Linked DNA regions of Gossypium hirsutum: all the other regions are linked to region 1. A link is a contact called in public Hi-C data. All regions are on one chromosome and are shown on one strand. Each heading gives the region's core, a stretch centred on a gene start, on an enhancer-like site or on the middle of the called end of the contact. The rest is flanking DNA. Distances are from core to core; before and after follow the strand shown.

What was found. Hi-C and Micro-C count contacts between places; a contact is called where the count stands out from the background.
Region 2: a Hi-C map of leaf shows a contact between it and region 1, with 3 times the contacts expected there. The contact joins the promoter of LOC107914648 here to the promoter of LOC107915400 in region 1. A contact is called at or near these places in 7 of 34 Hi-C or Micro-C datasets (hypocotyl, leaf, petal and 1 more).
Region 3: a Hi-C map of leaf shows a contact between it and region 1, with 4 times the contacts expected there. The contact joins the enhancer-like site here to the promoter of LOC107915400 in region 1. A contact is called at or near these places in 7 of 34 Hi-C or Micro-C datasets (anther, callus, leaf and 1 more).

Annotation. Positions count from the first base shown.
Region 1 is chrD10:22,645,439-22,648,598 of Gossypium_hirsutum_v2.1, forward strand. LOC107915400 (60S ribosomal protein L38) reads right to left here and starts at 1,710. Exons shown (of 3, transcript XM_041102213.1): 1 at 1,476-1,710; 2 at 499-682; 3 at 100-380. The coding sequence starts at 1,478. The coding sequence ends at 358.
Region 2 is chrD10:23,032,713-23,035,872 of Gossypium_hirsutum_v2.1, forward strand. LOC107914648 (probable transcription factor PosF21) reads left to right here and starts at 1,638. Exons shown (of 5, transcript XM_016843619.2): 1 at 1,638-2,868. The coding sequence starts at 2,231.
Region 3 is chrD10:22,985,325-22,988,484 of Gossypium_hirsutum_v2.1, forward strand. No RefSeq gene overlaps it. Among protein-coding and RNA genes, the nearest start is that of LOC107914648, 47 kb to the right of the region's middle. Within about 2 kb of position 1,572, at least 9 of the 9 cell types and tissues checked have an H3K27ac peak or open chromatin away from gene starts, as enhancers often do. A contact at or near this core is called in leaf, where this site is marked.

The DNA.
Region 1 (3,160 bases), core at 460-2,959:
AATAAAAAACTTCATACCATAAAGCTTGGTAGCGGTCAACAGATATGAGCGACGATGAAGACAATTGTCAGTCATTTCATCAAATCGAAGACGGATACATATTGAACCAGAATATATTGATTCTTTTCTTTTTCATATGTTTGATTATCCAATATGTGCCAAACTAAGATGTAGAACACGAACACTAAAATAAATAAAGGGTTCTAATAACATTACTAACGTCCATAAAAAACACACCAAATAAAAATCCATTATAAAAACTTTTGATTGTTGCAAAACGACACGAAATGCAAGCAATAAACTAAAAGTCAAAATCTAGTTTTCATTGCCTAGTAGAAGCTAAGGGCAGTTGTAATTTCACAAGTCTTGGACGCTCAAACCTGCAAACATGAAAACAATGACGGTAAAGATGTATAAGTAACGGGAAAGTAATTTCAAATATGGACATAGGTTCAATAAAAACAAGAATGTAAAAGAGGCTCCTCCATCATGAATTACCTGGAGGAAGAGACTGCTTCAACTTGTCGGCCTTCTCAGCATCAGACACGCAAAGGGTGTACAAGTACTTGGAGCAGCGGACCTTGAACTTTACAACATCTCTGCTTTTCTTGATTTTTACAGAGGGAGCATCTTTCCTTCTAGCAGTGAGAAGGAAGTCCTTGATCTCATGAATTTGCTTAGGCTGTGCATCAGAATACAAATCTTAGGAAATAAAGCAGAACCAGAAAACATGATATTAAAAGCCTAAAGACCATCATCGACAGGTCAATTAACTGCTCGAACACAAGGAAAACACAAACTAGGACTACTGGAAATAAATAAATAAAAACTGGACATTCATGCTAACCAAACATTCCAACATTCCAAGTATTTCAGCTAAGTTTGTTAAGCAGCAATTTAGTCCAAACTTTTAAACAATCATTTATCAAACCAGACCAGCCCAGCATTAAATGAGTTAATCTCACGACTCGAGTTGACACTGAGATCAAAAGATACAAAAAAATAAAAAATAAAAATAAAAATAAAGAAGAAGAAAAAACTCATCACCTCAATGCAATTAATAGCAATATTTTCAAGCAAACCAAGGGCAAAGTACCTCATTGAAAATATTCCAATGAAACAGAAAGAGAAAATACATACATTGAATGCACAACCATTTACCAAAGTTTCACAATCCATAAAACTATAATCTAAGGAAAAGCTCACATCTTTCACATGTCTCCTAAAATACAGAACCCAAACTATTTCTCAAAATCTTTTAAACCAAACCAAATTTCAACCCATCTTCACTAAGAACATAAACGAAAGAAAAAAAAAAGCAAGCCAACAACAGAGAAAATAATGAAACGATTACAGGTAAAAGAGGATCTGAAGAACAAACAATCATCATTAAGAAAGTGGCATTGACCATGAAAAAAAAATCAGACTCGGAGATCTAATGAAATACATGGAGAGGGAAAGAGGCTTTATTTTACCATTTTCAACTGAAGTTTTCAGGGGAGCTTCCTCACTCTGCAGGAACACCTAAAATTCAAAGCTCGCAGTCCAACCTTGTGTTTCTTCGTTATTTGATTATATGGAGGCGTTGAAGGAAAACCCTAAAAATAGTTTACTTTGTTACCCGTTTTACCCTTGTTTAAGTGGTTTTGTTATTAAGAGTCCGAATCTCCTATCCTGCTGCTGGACTTGGACGGGATCTTTTGCGTAACAGAAATGACCTTATTATGGGCCTAGAAGGCCCTTTATACTAAAAATTCAACATCCAATCGAATCAATATTGAATAGGGATTGGTAAAATATACACACAGTGAATACTCGAATTCAATTATAATTGAAATTTAAAAATTTTTAATCACAGGATTAATTTAATTAATTTAAGTGGTTAATCAAATTTATACATATTCTTTTTTTTTTCAGATATGTTTAAAATATAAAAAAATCCATGATATTTTTTTCCTTAGTTAAAAAATAATAATAACAACACTAAATTAAAAACATAATAATAAACATTACATTAAAAATATTAATTTTTTTTTACTTTTCTTTGTTTAAGTTTTTTTACGAAGCATAAGGAAACTTTTTCATGTTCTTTTTTTCTTCCGCTGTCTTAGGACAATCCTCTAGAGAGAGATGAAATCCTGATACGAAAGGTTGATTTCCCTTCCTCGAATCGCTCATTAAATAACGTCCAATATCTTGTCTATGTATAAAGCCTGAGACAGTGCTATCACTTTGTTCTTTCAATCTCTTAGGATTCGAATACCTAAAATGAAATTAACTTCTTCCAAATCCTTCATGCTAAACTGTTGGGGGGTTAACTATAGTTTAACCGATGACAATGTTCCTACATCATTCCGAATGAGTAGAATATCATCGAAATATAGAATGAGAAAGACCACTTTTTCATTCCTTAAATGTTTATCTACATTTTGCTCAAATCCAAAAGTCTTGATTGCTTGATCAAATCTTTGATTCTATGAGTAGGACGCTTGTTTAAGTTCATATATGGATCTAAGTAGTTTGCAAACTTTATGCTCATTTTCTTTAGCTATATATTCGGTGGGTTGCATAATGTAGATACTCTCTTCAAGATAGCCGTTCAAAAACGTTGTCTTGACATCCATTTGCTAGATCTCGTAATCAAGAGTCGTCGCAATGAATAGTAATATATGGATTAACTTGAGTATGGCAATCGAAGAGAAGGTTTCTTCGTAATCAATGCCTTCTTTCTGAGTATAACCTTTTACTACAAATCTGGCCTTATAAGTTTCCACTTTTCCATTCGTACTTTTTTTCTTCTTGTAGATCCACTTACCCCTACGGGTTTTATCCATTTCGGTAAGTTTATAAGTTCCCACACTGAGTTGGAATACATTAAGTCTATCTCAGCTTTCATAGTTATTTCCCAGAGCTTGGAATCAGCATTCTACATTGCTTTGTCATATGTGAGTGGGTCATCATCTTCCTGCTCGATAGACTCAGTGTTAAGAACACTTCTGCCAGATTAGAAGAACTTAGGCCTACGAGAGACCCTCCCACTACAACTAGACTCCCTATGCTACTGATTGTTTGTAGGTCTACTATTAAGAGTTGGTTTTGAAACCATTTCCGTAGGGTTTTGTATATTTCCCAAAAGCTCCTCGAGTACCTCTTTACTTCG
Region 2 (3,160 bases), core at 388-2,887, 390 kb after region 1:
AAGAACAAAATTAACACCAAAGCAACACTGTTGAAACATAGATGATTTATTCATAATTGAAATTCAATTACCGGGCTTCAATTCGAATATTAGCAGAATTTAATTGCGTTAAGGTGTAAAACATAAGTCTTTAAAAATTTACCCTGATTCGAGAATAAAAAAAAAATCCTTTTTCAACATACTTTCCTTTTCTAAAAAAAAATAGACGCATAATTAGTTAAAGGAAAATCAATGTACATGGGTTCATAATGAAACGCAAACATCAACATCGACTTTTAACAAAACTTTAATTCTAAAAATATAAATAAACTATAATTTGATTCACACAACAATTTCCTCAAAAACCAAATTCATAAAAAAAAATTTAAAACCCTAAAATTTCAACATAAATCCTCATAAACATCATCACTTGCCCAATGTCTATTTCAAACCCTAAAATATTAATCGAAATATTAAATTCATAAAATTTGAAAAATAAACCAATCAAAAAATAATAGAGAAAATCAATTCGTTCTCAATGATTCAACATGACGAGGCTCGGATGCCACTTGTTAGAATCATAAATAATATCTAATATAAAATTAGAACTGTAAACCAGGATCTGTCATGTCAAATCATCAAGAACAAATCAAGAACAAAACTAGATGCGAAAGTGTACTTGAATTCATCGATTTCTTAAAATCTACGGATCTTGAGGTTTTGATCTTCCAAATTAACACACAAGTAATGTAGAGAAGGTGTCTCTCTCTATTCTAAAGATGGAATACTAGAAAAGTTACATTGTGTGTAATTTGGGGACTATAACCTTAATATCTAATCAGCTCATCATCACTTAGAAATTAGTTACTAGAGTATCTACACATATTTGACTCATACTTTATTTAATAATTAAAGCCCAATAAACCATAACCAAATTAGATCGCTTTTAATTTGGACTAAAGTAAATAATAACATGTAATTACCCTTATTATATATGTAATATCCATATTTTCCAACATGAAATATAGACATTTTAGTCATTGCACGTTAACCTTGTCGTTAATGGAATGATGTTGCATTAAATCAATTATCAAATTAAATTAAAAAGCTAAACAAGAATGAGTAGAAGTGAAAAATTGATTTTGCTTGGTTCTATTTGTTTTTTTGTACATAATTGTTGTGTTTAAATTATTCATAGTTTGGTCCACATCGGTCACCATTAAACCATATTCTTCTATTCGTTTTTAAGACTAATAAGCCTATTAATTTGATTTAATGCCACATAAACTACCGTTAAGCCACGATATACCATTAACAGAAAAGTTAAATGTGTAGGAACTAAAATGTTAACTTTTCAAACATAAAAAATTAAAATATTTATTTAAATAATAAAAAACTAAAATCAACTATACAAAAACTTACATTAAAGTTCAACCAAAATTTTAATAAGTATAATAGTTAGGAATGTGACATAAACCTAGTATACGTTATACAGAATTAAATATCATATGCAATACTTGAATTAAAATTTTTGGGGCGTATCTAATCCCAAAGGATCATGCTCAATTGCTCATATGTACACACTAATCACACCCAAATAAGTCCCATTTTTTAATATTTACCCGCGCTTATCTAATTCAACATCCACACTCGGCAACAGTTTTCCCCAGCATAAACAACATTGTACCTCAGGACACCCTAGTAATTGTGTACTTTGTTCAGGATATTTTCTGTCCGAAATGTACAATACATCGAACACTAATTTCAGCCAGCAACTGTTAATAAAAATGGCAGGAAATTTATCAACTAAGAGTCAAGTCTCTCAGATCTCTCATTCTCTAGGAAATGTATTTTCCTTCCTGTTCCTTTCCGGCCATATTATTGATTTCCTTCAATTTGATTCCTTTTATGTAAAAAGCTGGTCGTCCGTTCCACCCATTTTCTTTTCCTGTATTTTAACTGATTTCTTCTTTTCCTTCATTTAGTTTGAAGATCTTGAGTTGGATTTCTTTTTTCCCTCAAAATATTCCTTTTTCATTTTCTAAACAAATTTCTTAGTCTGTTTTTACTTTATTTTTACGTATTTCCCTTTTAATTGCTATTTCCATTTGTTTTTACACTTATTCCCCCCCCCTGTAGTATTTGATCTTTGTTCTCCTTTGGGTTTTACTTCGGAAAATCTAAAGATTAGACTTGAATTTTAGTTCCTTTTTTTAGGAAAAAAATCTGGCAATATTATATTTTTCCTCAAATGGAAAAGGATAAATCCCCTGGCTTACTGCCACCGTCAGGTCGATTTTCGGGTTTTTCATCTTCTGGAATTGCTCCAAACAATTTCAATCCGAAAACCGAAACGGGTAGTTTCGGTCAAACTTCGGAAAACAATCATTTCAGTCATGATATTAGGAAAATGCCTGATAATCCACCAAAGAAATTAGGCCACCGCCGTGCCCATTCCGAAATACTTACTCTTCCTGATGATATTAGCTTCGACAGTGATACCGGCATCGTCGGGGCAGCCGACGGGCCTTCGTATTCGGACGAAGCAGAGGAGGATTTGTTTTCTATGTATCTCGATATGGATAAGTTCAATTCTTCTTCTGCCACCTCCACGTGTCAGGTTGGCGAGTCGTCCGAAGCGGCTGCTCCGGTGGCTGTCCCAGCGAAGTCGGGTTTGTCGTCTGGGGAAAATATTAGTAATGGTATTGGGTCTTCAATGAAGCCTAGAGTAAGGCATCAACATAGCCAGTCGATGGATGGCTCGACGAGTATTAAGCCGGAAATGCTTATGTCTGGTTCGGAAGAGGTTTCACCTTCTGATTCTAAGAAAGCTATGTCCGCTGCTAACCTTGCTGAGCTTGCTCTTATTGATCCCAAGCGTGCTAAGAGGTTCTTATTTTTTATTTTTATTCATTTCAATTTCTTTGATATGCTAAGTATTTGATTATGAATTAAGTTAAAAAGATTCATGATAAATGTAGGTTGGGATTTTATTCTTTTCCTGTAGTTTTCTTTTTATGAGTTTGGCTTTTAGATTTTGGATTGTAGGTGTGATCGAACTCTTGACTGGACATAGAGATATGGGTGTGTTGCGTGTTAGTGAAGGAATCGAGCATCGTGCTCCCCTAGAATGTTATTAATTTTTTAATTAGTAAATTCAAGTATTAAGCCTCCTGTTGTA
Region 3 (3,160 bases), core at 322-2,821, 340 kb after region 1:
ATTGAGGGGTCAATTCTTTTGATTCAAGTTTATGAAATAATGATACTTTTAAATCTCTATAGGAATTAAGTCTTCAACATATCATAAAGAATCATATAAAACCAATAAATATAATTGACTGTGTATTTAAGGATATAGAGGCATTAGAATTATAAAAGGAGATTTATAAAAATGAAAGATAAACACCAGATAGTGGGATGCTTAGTTGGTCCAACACGTACCTAGTAACTTAAATTTCAAATGATTTTATAAGTTAATGATTAACAAAAGTGGTGAGGAAGCATAGAGTATTCGAGCTCGTGCAAGTGTTTCAAGTATACTTGAAAAGCTAAAATCTTAGCATCAATCATCCATGAGATAATTCCACACACTAAATGTTTCATGATAGATTAATTAATTGGATGACTCAATCCAGATATTGCATGAAGCATGGGGCCGAAGAACCCAACTTGCTTACTATAGTCGGCACTTGCCACCCAAGGGGCAGTTGGATGCAATCTCATCATGACTAAATCCATGTGAAAGCTCTTGCAACAGAGTGGCCGACAAATATACACTCTTGGCTGTCATCATCGTTGTTCATCACCAATCTGCATTTGTCAACATCAAGCTGCAAAGTTTTTCATCTATCGGTTTCTTCTCTTCACTATCATCTTTACCTTTCAACTTATCTGCCTGTATATTTTGCAACACTGGATATAAAGAACTAATCATTTATATTCATCGAGACATGGTCACCATCGTAACCAATTTTCCATTATAATTAAAAATCAATTTGATGATATTTAAAGATTTATGAACATTTTAGTTAAAATCAATCGGTTACCTAGTCGTTTTATACTTTTTCAAAAAGATAATTTTGAAATATTAAAAGTTTAAATTCTAATATTTAATTATAGTTAATATTTAGTACACTGACAATATACTTAAATATCTTTAAAAAATTATTATGTGTCTCTTTTCTTAATATCTTACTATATCTTATAAGACACTTATTAACCCCTATCCCTCTTCGTGAAATCTAAAAACTCCTATATCAAATAATTTCTCTAATTATAACCGATAACAAAAAGGATTTATTTTCTAAGTGCAATAATTTTTTAAAATAAAAATAACTTTCAGTATTTTTTAAAATAAGAAGCAAAACTCATTAATTTACTCGGTTTGAAAAAAGACATCCGATTATTAATGCATCAATAAAATCCGACCCGACGTGTCAAAAAAAATCATTGACCAAATTAATTATCTTATTATTTAAAAATTATTTAAAAACATTTCAAGAATGCATGTAGAAAAAAAATAATTAAAATCGCATGAAGTCAACAATATTAAATACGCACATGCACACCATATCTGAGTATATAGTAATAGTACTCGCAGCAACTGAAATATTTGAGTCACGTTAAAATGGAATAAACATAATAACATAACATAATATAATGTAATACCCAATAGCCTGAAGGCTCAACAAGGATTAAAGGCCCAAGGAAAATTCAATTCAGGGCTACGTAGTCGCAATGGGCCATGTGAGAGAACTGGACCAGGTCTGTCTCAGCTGAGCCGGTTCAGCTTACGGGTCAGCCACTACAATGGAGCTCCAAACGGATCGATTGTTCAAACCCCAAAACGGTGCATTTTGCACCTAATGGCACTCCTGTATTTTTTATTTCATTTCCAACAGCCTTCAAGCTGCCGCCGCCACAACCAGCACCTCCGGCAAATCCTGTTTCCGTTCAGGCAGCCGGTAATCGACTCTCTTCCCTTTCTTCTCTGACTGGTTTTCCACGAACACTACTGCTTCTGAATGGCCGCTGTTGTTGCACCGTTGACGCTCGTTCTTCCAGTGGTCTTCTCCGTTGGAGCCGCCGGCCGATCTCCGGTCAACTCCTCACTCCGTCTATCTTTTTTTCGGGTCTCTTATTCTCTTCGTGGTTTTTTCAGTTGCTTTCTCTTTTTAGTCCATGATTCTCTCCGTGGTTTTTGCAAGTTCTTTCTCCTCTATTCTGGCGCTGGAAGGTTCTTTGGTTGTGCTTTTTAGGGTGATTTAAGAATGTGTGGTGTGTGAGTAAAATGATTTAGGGCTTTTTTTTTCTGTTTAAAAAATATTTTTTTAAAAAAGTTGTGCTAAATAAATTATTTTTTTTGTTGAAAATCATCTCTTAAAAATATTTTTGACACTTAATTATTTTTTATCCCTCTAATAATATAGTATTTTTTTTATTCTTTGATACTTAATTACAAATGTGTTATCCTAAACCCTAAAAATAAAAAAATTATTTTTTTAAATAATAAAAATGTGTTAACATCTAATTACAAATATTTAATGGTTATATTTAAATATTTAAAGTATAGTTTATATATTGTAATTAAATTTTATAAATAATTAATATTTATTATCTAAAAATATTTAAATTTTATATTTTATATATTAAAATAATAACAAGAAGTTATAATAAATTATTTTTATATTCTTATTAAAATATAATAATATTAATTAATTTAAACATTATTTAAATGTATATTTATTATTTGATAATATTATTACTATGTTTAAAATATACATTTTATTTGTCAAAAATAATTTTTAAAAATACTTAAATTTTAAACTAAACTTTTTAAAAATACTTCTCAAAAACATTTTTTATAGTATTTTTTAAAAACATTGTTAAACTAATCTTTATTATATGTACGTTTGAGGGTTAGTGAGTGATGGTGATGATGGTAATGGGCAATGGGTTGCGTGGTGGATGGAGATGCAAGGTTAGGGATCAACAATGGGATAGAGATGATGAAAGTGGAGAATGGATTAGCTATCAATTTAATTATTTTATTTTTTGCTGCTTCCTTGTGCAAGTATGTGGAAGCACCAAATTACAAAATTTGCAAAGCTTGAGGGGTTTATTTTCTTCGGTAAAATTTCCATTTTTTTTGTAATTTGTATTTTTTTTATAATTTAGTAAATATAATATATATCCTAGATCATACATGCTTAAAAAGTAATGGATTAAGGTCCAAAATTGAAAAGCCTAGAATAAAAACATAATCATATACTTAAGCAATTATATGTGATTTCATGGGCTCAAAACATGCTCTTAGCCTATGGCCTTGTAGCCTACCTCAAAATGGCTTAGGTTTGACATACCCAAAACTCAGTGTGTAT